Linked DNA regions of Sus scrofa: all the other regions are linked to region 1. Evidence: chromatin contacts called from public Hi-C data. All regions are on one chromosome and are shown on one strand. The core of a region is the stretch at or near the end of the contact, and the rest is flanking DNA. Distances in the headings are between cores, read along the strand shown. Region 1 holds the start of SLC25A39 (solute carrier family 25 member 39). Region 2 holds the start of C12H17orf53. Region 3 overlaps HDAC5 (histone deacetylase 5).

Region 1 (4,010 bases), core at 684-3,183:
CACAGAATTTTCCTGTGGGGGGGTGGCAGGAAATGTGAGCTGCTCCGCTCTGGGTGTGGACTCTACCTAGCTTTTCGCAGATAGCACTTGAGCTAAGAGTCTGTAAATGAGCAGGATGGTGACATCATTCTTATTTTCAGTTGAAGAAACTGAGGTATAGTGACAAATCTCAAAGGCATCCTATGGCAAGAAGAAAACCAGAAATGGAGCGCGAGTCCCTCATTTACTGTGAGGAAGACAGGCTCCGAGGTCTCCGAGGGGGATTCCTGGCTGGGCTACTTTGCAGCTCATCTTGGCTCTGGGGAGGAAAAGGGTGTAAGGAGTTATCACTACCACTGCCTGTATTTAGAGGCAGAGGTAAGATCAGAATCCTGGTTGCTCTAAAGACCCTTTCCAGAACGTTCTGTGCCATGGGGTGGGGTGATGGGGGGATTAATAATAATAATAATAATGACAGTCGTAGTCATTGAGGGCTTCCCATGTGCCAGACAGGGGTCTAAGCACTTTACTGCTATTAAATCATTAAATCCTCACAAAATTTCTGTGAAACGGAAGTATTTTTATCCCCATCAGCTCATTTTGGGCTTCCTAGAGGTGGAGATCCCGAACGTCCTTTCGCAGGGAAAGCACATGGTTGGCCCCTTGGAATCCACGTGCTAAACCGGCGTGCACCGGCCGGCTGGGTGACTCCAGGCCCAGATGGGACCGTTCCCGGCGGTGCAAGGCGGGGGAGCCGGTGACGTCAAAAGCACGGCCTATCCTTCTTAAAGGCGCAGGTTCACACTCCGAGTTAGTTTTTCTGTTGGGACAAATAACCGCTGACCACAGGAAAGTTGTAGAGGCGAGACAGCTGGTGGTCTCGGGTAAGGTCGGGAAAGAAATGCGTCTCCCTGAGAAGCGGGATCAGAGATGGCATCGCAGGATTTATGTCCACCTGTCACCTGGGGAGGCAACCTGGTGCAGGGAAAAAGGTACTTACCCGGTTCTAATACCGGATTCTTCGAGCCTCATTCCGTCTTCTGTAAAATGGGGTTAATAATAACCCATTTCTAGATATTCGGAGATTTAGAAGAAATCGGTTTTGTGAGAGTAAGCAACAAAGAAATGTGGGTCCCCTACCCCTACTCAATCTTCACCCTTTGCGAAGGAGGAATCCGAGGCACAGAGCGGTGCTGTGACCTGCCCAGGGTCACATGGCGATGGGACGAAGCCCAGATTGAATCCGGTTTAACCCAGGTTTCCCGGCTCCCGGGCCAGCCTTCTATCGCTGTCCAGCCTACCAGGCCCAGGTTACTTACTGCTTCTCTAAATCTATTGCTCGCGCTCGCGTGTTACCCGGCAGTTTGTCAAGAGGTCTTGGAATTTCAGTCTCAATGGATTGCCTGTTAAGTGCGGACGGCCCCATTTGATACAGTCGCCGTTGAGTTGTAAAAACTTAGCAGAGTCCGGTAGTTAAATGCTTTGCCATCGCCGATTCAAAAGCCCGCCTCCATGCAGATGAGGAAAATGGGGGGATGCGGAGAGTGCGTTGCTCACGCTCGTTTGCAAAGTTTGAGGGATCAGCAAGCTGCCCGGGTGCTGGTGAGGTGTGTTGGTGACAATACGAAGTCAAGCGTATCACTGCCGCCAGGTCACACGCGGCGCCGAGACCCCCAACCTTGGCGCGTGGGCCCGGCAGGGCACTGGGGAGGCACAGGTGGCGCGGGTCCGAGACAGCGCTGGTCCTGGACGAAGCTGGTACGAGTAGCAGCGCCGGCGTCACTCCGGGCGTGCGGCCGGTCGGCCCACGGGGGCGGGGCCTCCCGGCGCGTTCCGGGGGCGGGGCGAGCTCCGCCGCTTTCCGAGTCGGCCTTGCTGCCCGGTGAGGGCTCGCGGAGCCCGCACCGGCCGCGGAGCCGCTATGGGCCCGCCCGGCCCCGGGCGCCGCGGCGCGCGAGCACCGGCCAAGAGCCAGGTGAGTGGGCAGGACCAGGGTTGAGGGTTCGGCTGGAGACGGAGGCGGGAGTCGGATCTAAGGGGGTCCCGGGGAGGCTGAGCCCGGGGGTGATGGGCTGAAGGCCGGGAGTCGCGGGCCGACCTCGTCGGCCCCACCGGGCGCTCTCTGAGCGGCTCCGGGGTAGAGAGTGTCGCCGAGGGACGAGGAGCTATCTTTCGTCGATCCCCACTTCTCGCACTCTCGGCCGACCGATTTGGGGGAGGGAGAGCAGAGAGACTGTTCTTCCCACCCAGGCCCGGGGCCTGGCGCTTCTGGCCTTGGGAAGATGGGTGCGGGAGAGGACCAGGCACCCATGCCTGCAGTCCCCAGAAAACAGATGGGGGACTGAGTCCCCTTGGCCGCTCTCAGATGTGTTTCTTCCCCTCACTCGTCTGCCCCACCTCTCCATGCCCTGTGACTTGGGGCTCAGGAGTGGGGGGCCTAGAGGGGCGGCTCAGGCGTTTTGATCTTTAGGCCCCAGACCCCCCCCCCCGCACCTACGCTGAAGAGATGCCCCGTAAATCTGTGTGGGGAGGGTAAGGGCATGGCGGTGGGTCATTACTGCCCGTTAAACCATGGGCGACTCTTCCAGTTTCCTTCCCGACTACAGACCAGACCCCCAGAGGGACCTTGGGTAGATCACTTCACCTCTCTGAGCCTCAGGTTCCCCGATGGCAAAGTGGAGTTGGCAGTAATTGCTTTAATGGGTTGTTGCGAGAAACTCACTCTCAGTGGATGGATGGGGTGAGGGTCCGGGTAGTGTCCCCAAGTGCCCCTGCCTTGTTTTCTTTCCCCTCCCCCCGAGTCTGGTTTTGTGGGTAGATGCTCCGTTTGAGTGACCTTTGCTTTCCAGAACTGAAGCTGCGAGATGGCCGAGCAGGACCCCGGGGGCATCAGCCCCCTCCAGCAAATGGTGGCATCAGGCGCTGGGGCTGTGGTCACCTCTCTCTTCAGTAAGAATTGGGGAGGGTCGCGGAGGGGCGGGCAGCTGGGAATTGGAGGGGTCAGGGTGGGTCCTGCAAGGAGTCCTCAGACCTGCCCTCCTCCCCCAGTGACCCCCCTGGATGTGGTGAAGGTCCGCCTGCAGTCTCAGCGCCCCTCGGTGGCCAGTGGTGAGTGCCCAACCCCAGAGCCCGTAGGGTAGGGGCTGGTGCCAAGGATTTCCCAGAGGTGGGGGCTTCCGAGTAGGTAGGGGACACTCCCAACTTGGGTACTGCCTTGTATTTTAGAGCTGATGCCTCCATCCAGACTCTGGAGCCTCTCCTACGCCAAATGTGAGTGCCCTAAGCCACAGGGTACCTGTAAGGGTCCAGGGGAGGGAGTGTACCAGTCTGCCCAGGGCTCACAGGGGCCCCACAGCTATGGACTAGCACTGGCTTCTAGATCCCATCAGCCACCCCTCTCTCTCTGACACAAGAATGTCCACCCATGGACCCCAGGCTCTGCCGGCCCTCCAGGGATGGGGATGGGAGCGCACTGCCTCCTGCAGGGTTCCAGGCCTGTCATCCTGATGCCCCCACTCCTTCCCCAGTGCCCTCCTCTCTCCAATCCACAGGGAAGTGCTTCCTGTACTGCAATGGTGTCCTAGAGCCCCTGTACCTGTGCCCGAATGGTACTCGCTGTGCCACCTGGTTTCAGGACCCCACTCGCTTCACTGGCACCGTGGTGAGGAGCAGCTGCACCCTGAGCTGGGCCTGTAGGCCTTGCTGAGGGGTACAGATTGGTTGGGCAGCAGACTAGGAAAGAATGAGTAGTGGGAAGCATGTAGGGCTGGCCAGTTCGGTTTGGGAAGGGCTTCCCTGAGGAGGTGGTGCCTTCAGGAGGTTTTGAAGGGTGAATAGGAGTCCACTTAGAGCCAATTAGGGAATTATGTGTGTGGAGGCCTGAGCAGAGGCATCAGGCCAGGGCCCAGCCTGGGCCATGTCCATCACAGGCCTTGTTCACACTCATCCTCCCTCCCCCTGGGCTGGTGCCTGCTTGGCCAGGATGCCTTTGTGAAGATCGTGAGACACGAGGGCACCAGGACCCTGTGGAG
Region 2 (3,701 bases), core at 895-3,394, 160 kb after region 1:
AGCCTGGGAACCTCCATATGCCGCGGGAGTGGCCCAAGAAATAGCAAAAAAGACAAAAAAGACAAAAAAAAAAAAAAAAAAAAGAAAATTCCGGGCCCATCACCACTGAAAAACAAGCTCTGCCAGTGGGATTTAGGAATCGGCATTTTCAAGCACCCTAAATTTTTTTTTTTCCTCTTTAGGGCTGTATCTGCAGCATATGGAATTCCTAGCCGCACCACAGCAATTCCGATCGAAGCTGCCTCTGCAACCTATGCAACAGCTTGCAGAAACACCAGAACCTTAACCCACTGATCGAGGCCAGGGGTTGAACCTGCATCCTCATGGGTATTAGCCAGGTTCTTAACCTGCTGAGCCACAACAGTAACTCCCTAAAGTTTAAAAACCACCTTTCTGGGCCAGATATAGATTTCAGTGACAACACTGGAAAGCCTTTAAGCTCTCCCTTGATTAGATTTATGTTCTAAAAAAGGTTATTTTGGCTTTGGGAGAAGTCTGGGATGAATGCAGGAAGTGGATTGGTTGGAGAAGCAGCTACAGCATCTCAAGTGAGGGATGATGTGGCTGCAGACAAGGGGCAAGGATGAAGATGGGTGGGACTGGTTCATGAGATACTTTGTAGGAAGAACTTTTATCATTTATTACAGAAACATTTATGTATTTCCTTCCTTCCTTTTTTCTTTTTCAGCTGCTCCCACAGCATATGGAAGTTCCAAGCAGGAGCTGTGACCTACGCCACAGTTGCAGAGACTCTCCATCCTTAACCCACTGTGCTGGGGGTCAAATGGGCACCTCCACAGGGACAAGCCGGATCCTTAACCCACTCTGCCACCGTGGGAACGCCAATATATTCACTTTTTCTGATTAGATGAATAATACATGATAGTTACAAAATTTCAGATATACAGAAAAAGATTAAAAAGAAAGCAAAGGTAAATATTTTGCTATATATTCTTTTTTTGTGTGTGTGTCTTCTTTTTTTGCCTTTTCTAGGGCCGCTCCCATGGCATATGGAGGTTCCCAGGCTAGGAGTCCAATCGGAGCTGTAGCCACCGGCCTACGCCAGAGCCACAGCACACAGGATCCGAGCCGCGTCTGCAGCCTACACCACAGCTCATGGCCACACCGGATCCTTAACCCACTGAGCAAGGCCAGGGATCGAACCCACAACCTCATGGTTCCAAGTTGGATTCATTAACCACTGCGCCTCGACGGGAACTCCCCTGGTATATATTCTTAAAGGCTTTTTAATATGCATACATATTCAGACATATGGGTCTAGTTTTTTGGCATTTACAGTAAATGGAACAATTCTGTAGTACTTATTTGATTCCTGATTTTCAAGAACACAATATATCATGCGGATCTTTTCAGGTCAATATAGACATATCATTTTTTAATGTCTGGAAAGTATTCCACTGAATGGATGTGCCCAGGTTTATTCGCCAATCCCAGCTGCTGCTATTTAGGTTGTTTCCAACTTTTCACAGGATTATAAGGAATCTCTTTCCTTCTATACTCACTTTTGAGCACAATGTTTATTTCCCTGGAATACATTTTCGTTAGTGAAATTACTAGGTCACTGACAAACCATCTAGGGTCTATCACATATACTGTGTCCTAAGTAGTGCTGTGGAACAGGGTGGCACTGAAGCCAGGGACCGGAAGTCTTCCTTTTGAAGGCCTTGGACTCTTACAACTGTACCCTGGTTCTTCCCAGTATTTTTTTTTTTTTTCTCCCCTTGGCACAGATTTAGTGTGTGAGGTCGGAGCTGGTGTCGATGGCGGCGGGTTCGGGACCTGTCCCAGCCATCCGCTCTCAGCCTGGCCCCCAAGGTGGGGCCTCCACAGCCCTCCCAGCCCCTAGGAATCCATCCCCAGTTCCCCTCCCCCAAGGCGGGAGGGCGTGTTAAGGAGAAGCTCAGGCAGGCAGCGATTGCACCATCCACGGTTCGAAAAGGAAGTGGAGACAGCGCAGAGGAAAAGCGTGCATCCCAAAGGCTGAGCCCCTAGCAGCCAGACCTGTACCCCCGCAGCAATCCTTCCACCACTACTCACGGGGCTCCGATCCCTTGCCTTCCTCCCCTTCCCCAGCCCAACCCTTGGCTGTGTATTGGCTCTTTAAGAAGCTGTCACGGTGGCGCTGTTGGCCCCGCCCCGCGGGGAGGGCCGAGAAGGAGGGGAGGGGTTGGTGGTGGCTGAAACTGGGGGGGTCTGGGTCTATTTTTAGCGCTGGGTCGGATCACGTGACGGGAGTGACGTCTCCGAATGTTGTTGTTGGTGGCGGCGGCGAGCGGAGCCGGAGGAGCTGCCGCAAAGATGGAGGAGCCGTCGAGGAGGCGCTGCCGCTGCTGCCGCCGCCGCTGCTGCCGCCGCCGCCTGCGAAGCCGGAGCTCGAGCCGCAGGGGGTGAGCGCGCTGCACCACCCCCGATCCCACTTCCCCCCAGCCCCCCGGACGCGACGCGGCGCCCCCTCCTCCAGCCGTCGCTGCCCGCGGGCTCCCCGCGCGCGCGCCGCGCTCCGCGCCCCCCTTCCTTCCTCCTGGCGCCCGGGTGCCAGCCGGCGCCCCCTGGGAGCATCACCGGCCCGGGAGCCGGGCCTCGGGGCTACTGCGCGCGCCCCTCCCAGCCCCTCCCAGGTAGGGGCGCCTTCCCTGCAGGTAAGGGAGGGGCCCATCTTCCCGCGACCCACACCCCCGAATGGCTGGGAGACCGGCCGGGGCAGTCGGATTTGCCCTCTCCCGGGCGGCGCGTGGTGCGTTGCAGAGCGACTTGAGCCTTGCAGCCGGATTCTGTGTCGACCCCTCTTCGCTGGACACCCTTTCTTGGTACTCTGAGGTGAGGGGCGCTGCCCACCCCGCAGCGCTTCTCCCCATACCTCAGAAGGTATCCTCGATTCTGTGTCCTTGACTTCTGTGCCGGAGGAGGGGGCCTGCGGGCCCACCTTACTTCTCTCTCCCATTATTCTCATTCCCTCCCCCTTGAGGTGTTATTGCGTTTGTTCCCACCCTCTTCTCCTGTCTGACACCCTGGAACCCGAGTGAGGAAGCTGGGAGATGAAAGCTCCCCCTACTTGTCTGGGGTGGATGCCCCCCGTTTTTCATCCTGGATCTGTGTCTCATGGAGGCAGAAACACTGCCTGTGCCTTTTAACTTGGGGGAGGCTGCTTCCCAACCCCACCCTTCCCTGGGGCCCTGGGGAAGATGAGACCTGATGGGGTAATAAGTAATTAATCTGGGAGTCTGGTTGGTGGAGTGGGGTGGAGGGGAAGGTGGGAGCACCCCTCTGGGGGGAGGAGGTGACCACCTGATAGTCCCTGTTGGCCTTCTGAGATGAGATGTGTCCCAAAAGAGGGAGGTTAGCAGCTGCAGTTGCTTTTGGGGGTGCTCAAGTGAGCCACGACTCTGACAGTGACCACTGTGCTTCAGGGGCCTGGAATTAGCTTTGACGATTGGAAGTGATGCTCGTGGTGACTGGGTTCAGGGTCCAACTGGGAGGGAAAGATGGAGTCAGAACATAGGAACAAAAGGAGGCAGAGGATGGGAGGTTCAGGACTTTTAGCCAGAAGGACCCCTAACCAGCCTACTTTGCAGGACTGGGGCCTGGGGCTGGATCCTGCCCTGGGCCTCCTCAGGTTTGGAGGGTCCTCAGTCTGAGTTCCAGGTACCAGGGATCCTGAACCTGTGCTGGCTGTTGAGATG
Region 3 (3,793 bases), core at 436-2,935, 190 kb after region 1:
GGACACACCCATCTCCCCTTCCAGGTGCCTGGATCTCATGGCAGCCACTGCCATCTGCCCTGCTCATGCCAGTCTGGCAGAGGGCACAGATCCTCAACGGGCGGCACGGTTAGCCGGACTCTAGGTTTTGTGCCCAGAAAACCTCATTTGGGGGGCTCTGTGCCTCTCTCCCCCCTTGCCGTGACTCTAGCTGCCCAGCCACGGCTCCTTCCATCTGGGATGGAGCCAGGTTACTACCTGGCTCACCCACGGGGTGCTGCATCCTTTCCAGGCCCCATGGGGCCCGCAGATTAATATTCTCGAGTCGCCTGTGCTTCCTGCTTGTGTGGGAACAAGGCTGTGTGGCGGAGCCCGCTGGCCGCCCCACCACCTGCATACCAATGGGGCTGCAGCTCCCACTGCAGCGCAGGACCTAGCATCTTGGCTGCGGCGGTGGCGGCTGTGCAGGAGCCCTGCTAGGAGAGTCCCCTTGCCGGAGCCCGTGCCCTCTCTGCAGGGCTCCTGCAAGGGAAGCCAGCATGGCTGGCGGGAGTTCCAGCCCAAGCAGGGTTATCTGCTGGGAGCCAGGAGTGCTTGGACCCCTGCCCTTCCCTGGGCGGGCGGGCTGGCATCCGGCTCCCGCAGCCCCAGCACTGCCGGGAGCAGCAGGTTGAAGCCTGTCCACCTCTTGGCTGAGCGATCTGAGTGCCACGGGCCAAGCCAGCCTTGCCGAGGAACGGATAACTCTCTAGCAGCATGGGGCCTTGCTGAGCATTTCCAGGGCCGGGGATACCTGAGGCTGGCTGCTGGCTCCTTGCTGCCACCCTGCTTTTGCACCCTGCAAAGGGCCGGCCACTTCTAGGAGGGCCCCCTGCAGTTTCCAAGGGCCTTTCCTCCTGGTTCTGGGTTGGGAGGGAAAGCGAGTGAGCCTGTGTGTGTGTGTGTGTGTGTGTGTGTAACCCCACCCTCCTGGCCACATCTGGCCACTCCTGCAGATGTGGCTCTGGCATTGTGGCCGCAGAGTCGTCAGTGTGGCTGGCGGGCAGACCACAGAGGAATGTGCTTGGCGGTGCTGGGGGGAGAAGGGCTGGGGGTGGGGTGCCATGTTACACTCAGGCCACCTCCCACTCCCGGCTCCGGGGGTCCCGGGGCCCAAGTTCAGCCATGAAGGTAGCACGGCCTTGGCCTTCGGCAGGCTTTGCCCTTGCTTTGGTGACGCTCATTCTGCAGGCTCCCTGAGGAGATCCGAGCTCATAGACTGCAATGGGTGTGGGAGCCTTTCCGAGCTCAGCCCTTAGCACCTCCTCCCAGCTCCCTCTCCACTCCTGATAAGGGGTGGCGGTGGGGGCCTGGGCACAGGCCTGCTCATGAGGCCGAGGCCGCAGAGACGATGGCAGCCCTCAGGATAGCAGGGTCTTTTCTTCTCCAGGCCTGGGCTGGAGAGGGCCTCCCTGCCCTCGGAAAGTCTTCCCCGCTACCCGTGGCCTCCCTGGGCCAGAGTGGGGAACGTGAGCCATGTCTTTGGGAAAAGAAATGGAAGAGAAACAAGCCGGCTGGGCCCTGCCTCTCTCACTTCCTCCTTCCTGGGCCGTGGGTAGCCTGCCTTCCCTTTCCTGCTGGTGTCGGGAGGCTTCGTGGAGTGTGGGCTGGGCTTGGGGCTCCCCGCTGGCGTGGTGTTTGCCCGGTTGCCCTGGCAACCACAGGGCAGGGGTGGGGAGTGACATTCAGTGACCGGAGGACAGTGTACAGGGATCAAGAGGTCGAGACCTGTCCTTCCCATTGGCCCACTGGAACCCTTGCCCCTCCCGGGGACCCCTCGGCCCATTGTCTGCCTGGAGACCCGGACCCTGCGCGTCCGGGTCTTGGTCTTGGGCCCCGGCCGGTCCCTCCCCCACTTTCCCCTTCCCAGCGGGTTCTCCCTGGGATCTGGCCGCAGTGCCAGCCCCCGCCCCCTGCCACTGCCCTTCTTCCTGTCTGATTCCCTTTCCTTTCCTGCCTTCTCCTCCTCCCACCTCCTCCCCGCGCCGCCCGCCCATTCTCTCTCTCCTTCCCCCTCCCCCCAGGCACAGCTGCTGTTTGGCTCGCTCTATATATAGCGGCATTTTCAGGGTAATTACAATAAAACTGTTGAAAGGAGATAATCCAGCAAAGGAAGCAAGTCTGACTCCCAGCCCCCTCCTGCCCCTGGTCGGGTGCAGCCCCGCACCCCCCTGGTCCTGCGGCCTCCTGCTCCCGCCCCGCCCCCTCTTCCCAGAGCCTCACCCTCCCGCCCCATCTGCCCCAGCTGGGTGTGGGGCAGAGAAAAGGGCAGCAGATGGGCATGGCCAGAGGGTCCCCACAGACCTATCCTGGGCTTACCGAGAGCCCTGGTTGCCAGCTCCATCATTTCTAGAACCCACCATTGTGCCTCAGTTTCTCCTCTTGTGTAGACTTCTTGGCCGGAAGGGTGTGGGGTTGAGAGGTGGGGGAGGAAGCACCTTTTGCTTTAGAAGCAAAGGATTTGGATTGACATCTTCATTCCTTGATCACCTGTCTGCTGGTCTTTGGTCATGTTACTTAAACCCCTCTGCTAGGTTTCCTTATCAATAAAGTCAGTCTCGTAAAATGCCCGGTGGCCTTAATGGTCAGTGACAATATTGTGTCTGGAGCCCTCGCAACCTTCCAGGTACCCTGCTTTGCTTTTGCCCATTTTCTTATCGAAGTACATGCCTTCCAGCTCATTTAATGAAGGCAGAAGGTGTCATCCAGGGAGCAGAGGGATTTGGCTACCCCCCCCAATCCTCTTTGGGTCTAATAGTCCTGCCTGGTAGCTTTCTGAGCCCCAGGCAAGGCTGCCAGGCCTGGTGGGGTCTGGGATTGGCCTGCTGACCCCCTTCCTGTCTCTTCTCCTGCAGTGGAGGTGAAGCCGGTGCTGCCAGGAGCCATGCCCAGCTCCATGGGGGGCGGGGGAGGAGGCAGCCCCAGCCCCGTGGAGCTTCGGGGTGCTCTGGCAGGCCCCGTGGACCCCGCGCTGCGGGAGCAGCAACTCCAGCAGGAGCTCCTGGCGCTCAAGCAGCAGCAGCAGCTGCAGAAGCAGCTCCTGTTCGCTGAGTTCCAGAAACAGCACGACCACCTGACCCGGCAGCATGAGGTCCAGCTGCAGAAGCACCTCAAGGTGAGCGAGGGGGGTGCGGGGGGGCCACCCAGACGTCCGACCCCCGCCCGGACCTGGCTCACCCTGCCTCCCTCCCCCCTGCACCCCTGCAGCAGCAGCAGGAGATGCTGGCAGCCAAGAGGCAGCAGGAGCTGGAGCAGCAGCGGCAGCGGGAGCAGCAACGGCAGGAGGAGCTGGAGAAGCAGCGGCTGGAGCAGCAGCTGCTCATCCTGCGAAACAAGGAGAAGAGCAAAGAGAGTAAGGCCTAGGGCCTCCTGGGGCTGGCCTGGACTCCCACCCCACCCGGGCAGCCCCGGTTGTGGGGGTCCTGGCTGCGACCTCCCAGGTCAGCTGTGCCCTGTCCTGCAGGTGCCATCGCCAGCACTGAGGTGAAGCTGAGGCTCCAGGAATTCCTCCTGTCGAAGTCAAAGGAGCCCACACCAGGCGGCCTCAACCATTCCCTCCCGCAGCATCCCAAATGCTGGTAATGGCTCTCGGCAGTCAGGGATCAAAGACACGCTCTGCCCAGGGGCTGCCTGGCTGTAGGGTGGCAGGGGGCTCCTGGCCCGAAGCCACATGGGGGCCCTGCAATCTCTCCTGGGAGATGAGACTTCCACCCCTGGTTTCTCTTGTCGCTTCCCTCTCCGGGATCCACCTCCTATCCCCAGATGCTGTGGATGC

Evidence for each region. A called contact is a pair of places that touch in the nucleus more often than the background predicts.
Region 2: a Hi-C map of embryonic fibroblasts shows a contact between it and region 1, with 2.1 times the contacts expected there. The contact joins the promoter of C12H17orf53 here to the promoter of SLC25A39 in region 1. A contact is called at or near these places in 1 of 5 promoter capture datasets (fetal liver), 4 of 47 Hi-C or Micro-C datasets (alveolar macrophages, embryonic fibroblasts, heart right ventricle and 1 more) and 1 of 2 datasets of contacts at active chromatin or transcription factors (alveolar macrophages).
Region 3: a contact with region 1 is called in a Hi-C map of epiblast stem cells, with 1.7 times the contacts expected there. The contact joins the enhancer-like site here to the promoter of SLC25A39 in region 1. A contact is called at or near these places in 1 of 5 promoter capture datasets (fetal liver), 2 of 47 Hi-C or Micro-C datasets (embryonic fibroblasts and epiblast stem cells) and 1 of 2 datasets of contacts at active chromatin or transcription factors (alveolar macrophages).

The regions. Positions count from the first base shown.
Region 1 is chr12:18,913,608-18,917,617 of Sscrofa11.1, forward strand. SLC25A39 (solute carrier family 25 member 39) reads left to right here and starts at 1,934. Exons shown (of 12, transcript NM_001244966.1): 1 at 1,934-1,954; 2 at 2,829-2,928; 3 at 3,028-3,087; 4 at 3,205-3,249; 5 at 3,507-3,640; 6 at 3,961-4,010. The coding sequence starts at 2,844.
Region 2 is chr12:19,075,733-19,079,433 of Sscrofa11.1, forward strand. C12H17orf53 reads right to left here and starts at 2,145. Exons shown (of 11, transcript XM_021066897.1): 1 at 2,059-2,145. It overlaps HDAC5 (histone deacetylase 5), which reads left to right and starts at 2,178. Exons shown (of 27, transcript XM_021066892.1): 1 at 2,178-2,408.
Region 3 is chr12:19,101,051-19,104,843 of Sscrofa11.1, forward strand. HDAC5 (histone deacetylase 5) reads left to right here. Exons shown (of 27, transcript XM_021066892.1): 4 at 2,874-3,133; 5 at 3,226-3,370; 6 at 3,482-3,596. Among named protein-coding and RNA genes, the nearest start is that of G6PC3, 23 kb to the right of the region's middle. Within about 2 kb of position 1,686, at least 57 of the 83 cell types and tissues checked have an H3K27ac peak or open chromatin away from gene starts, as enhancers often do. A contact at or near this core is called in alveolar macrophages, embryonic fibroblasts, epiblast stem cells and 1 more, where this site is marked.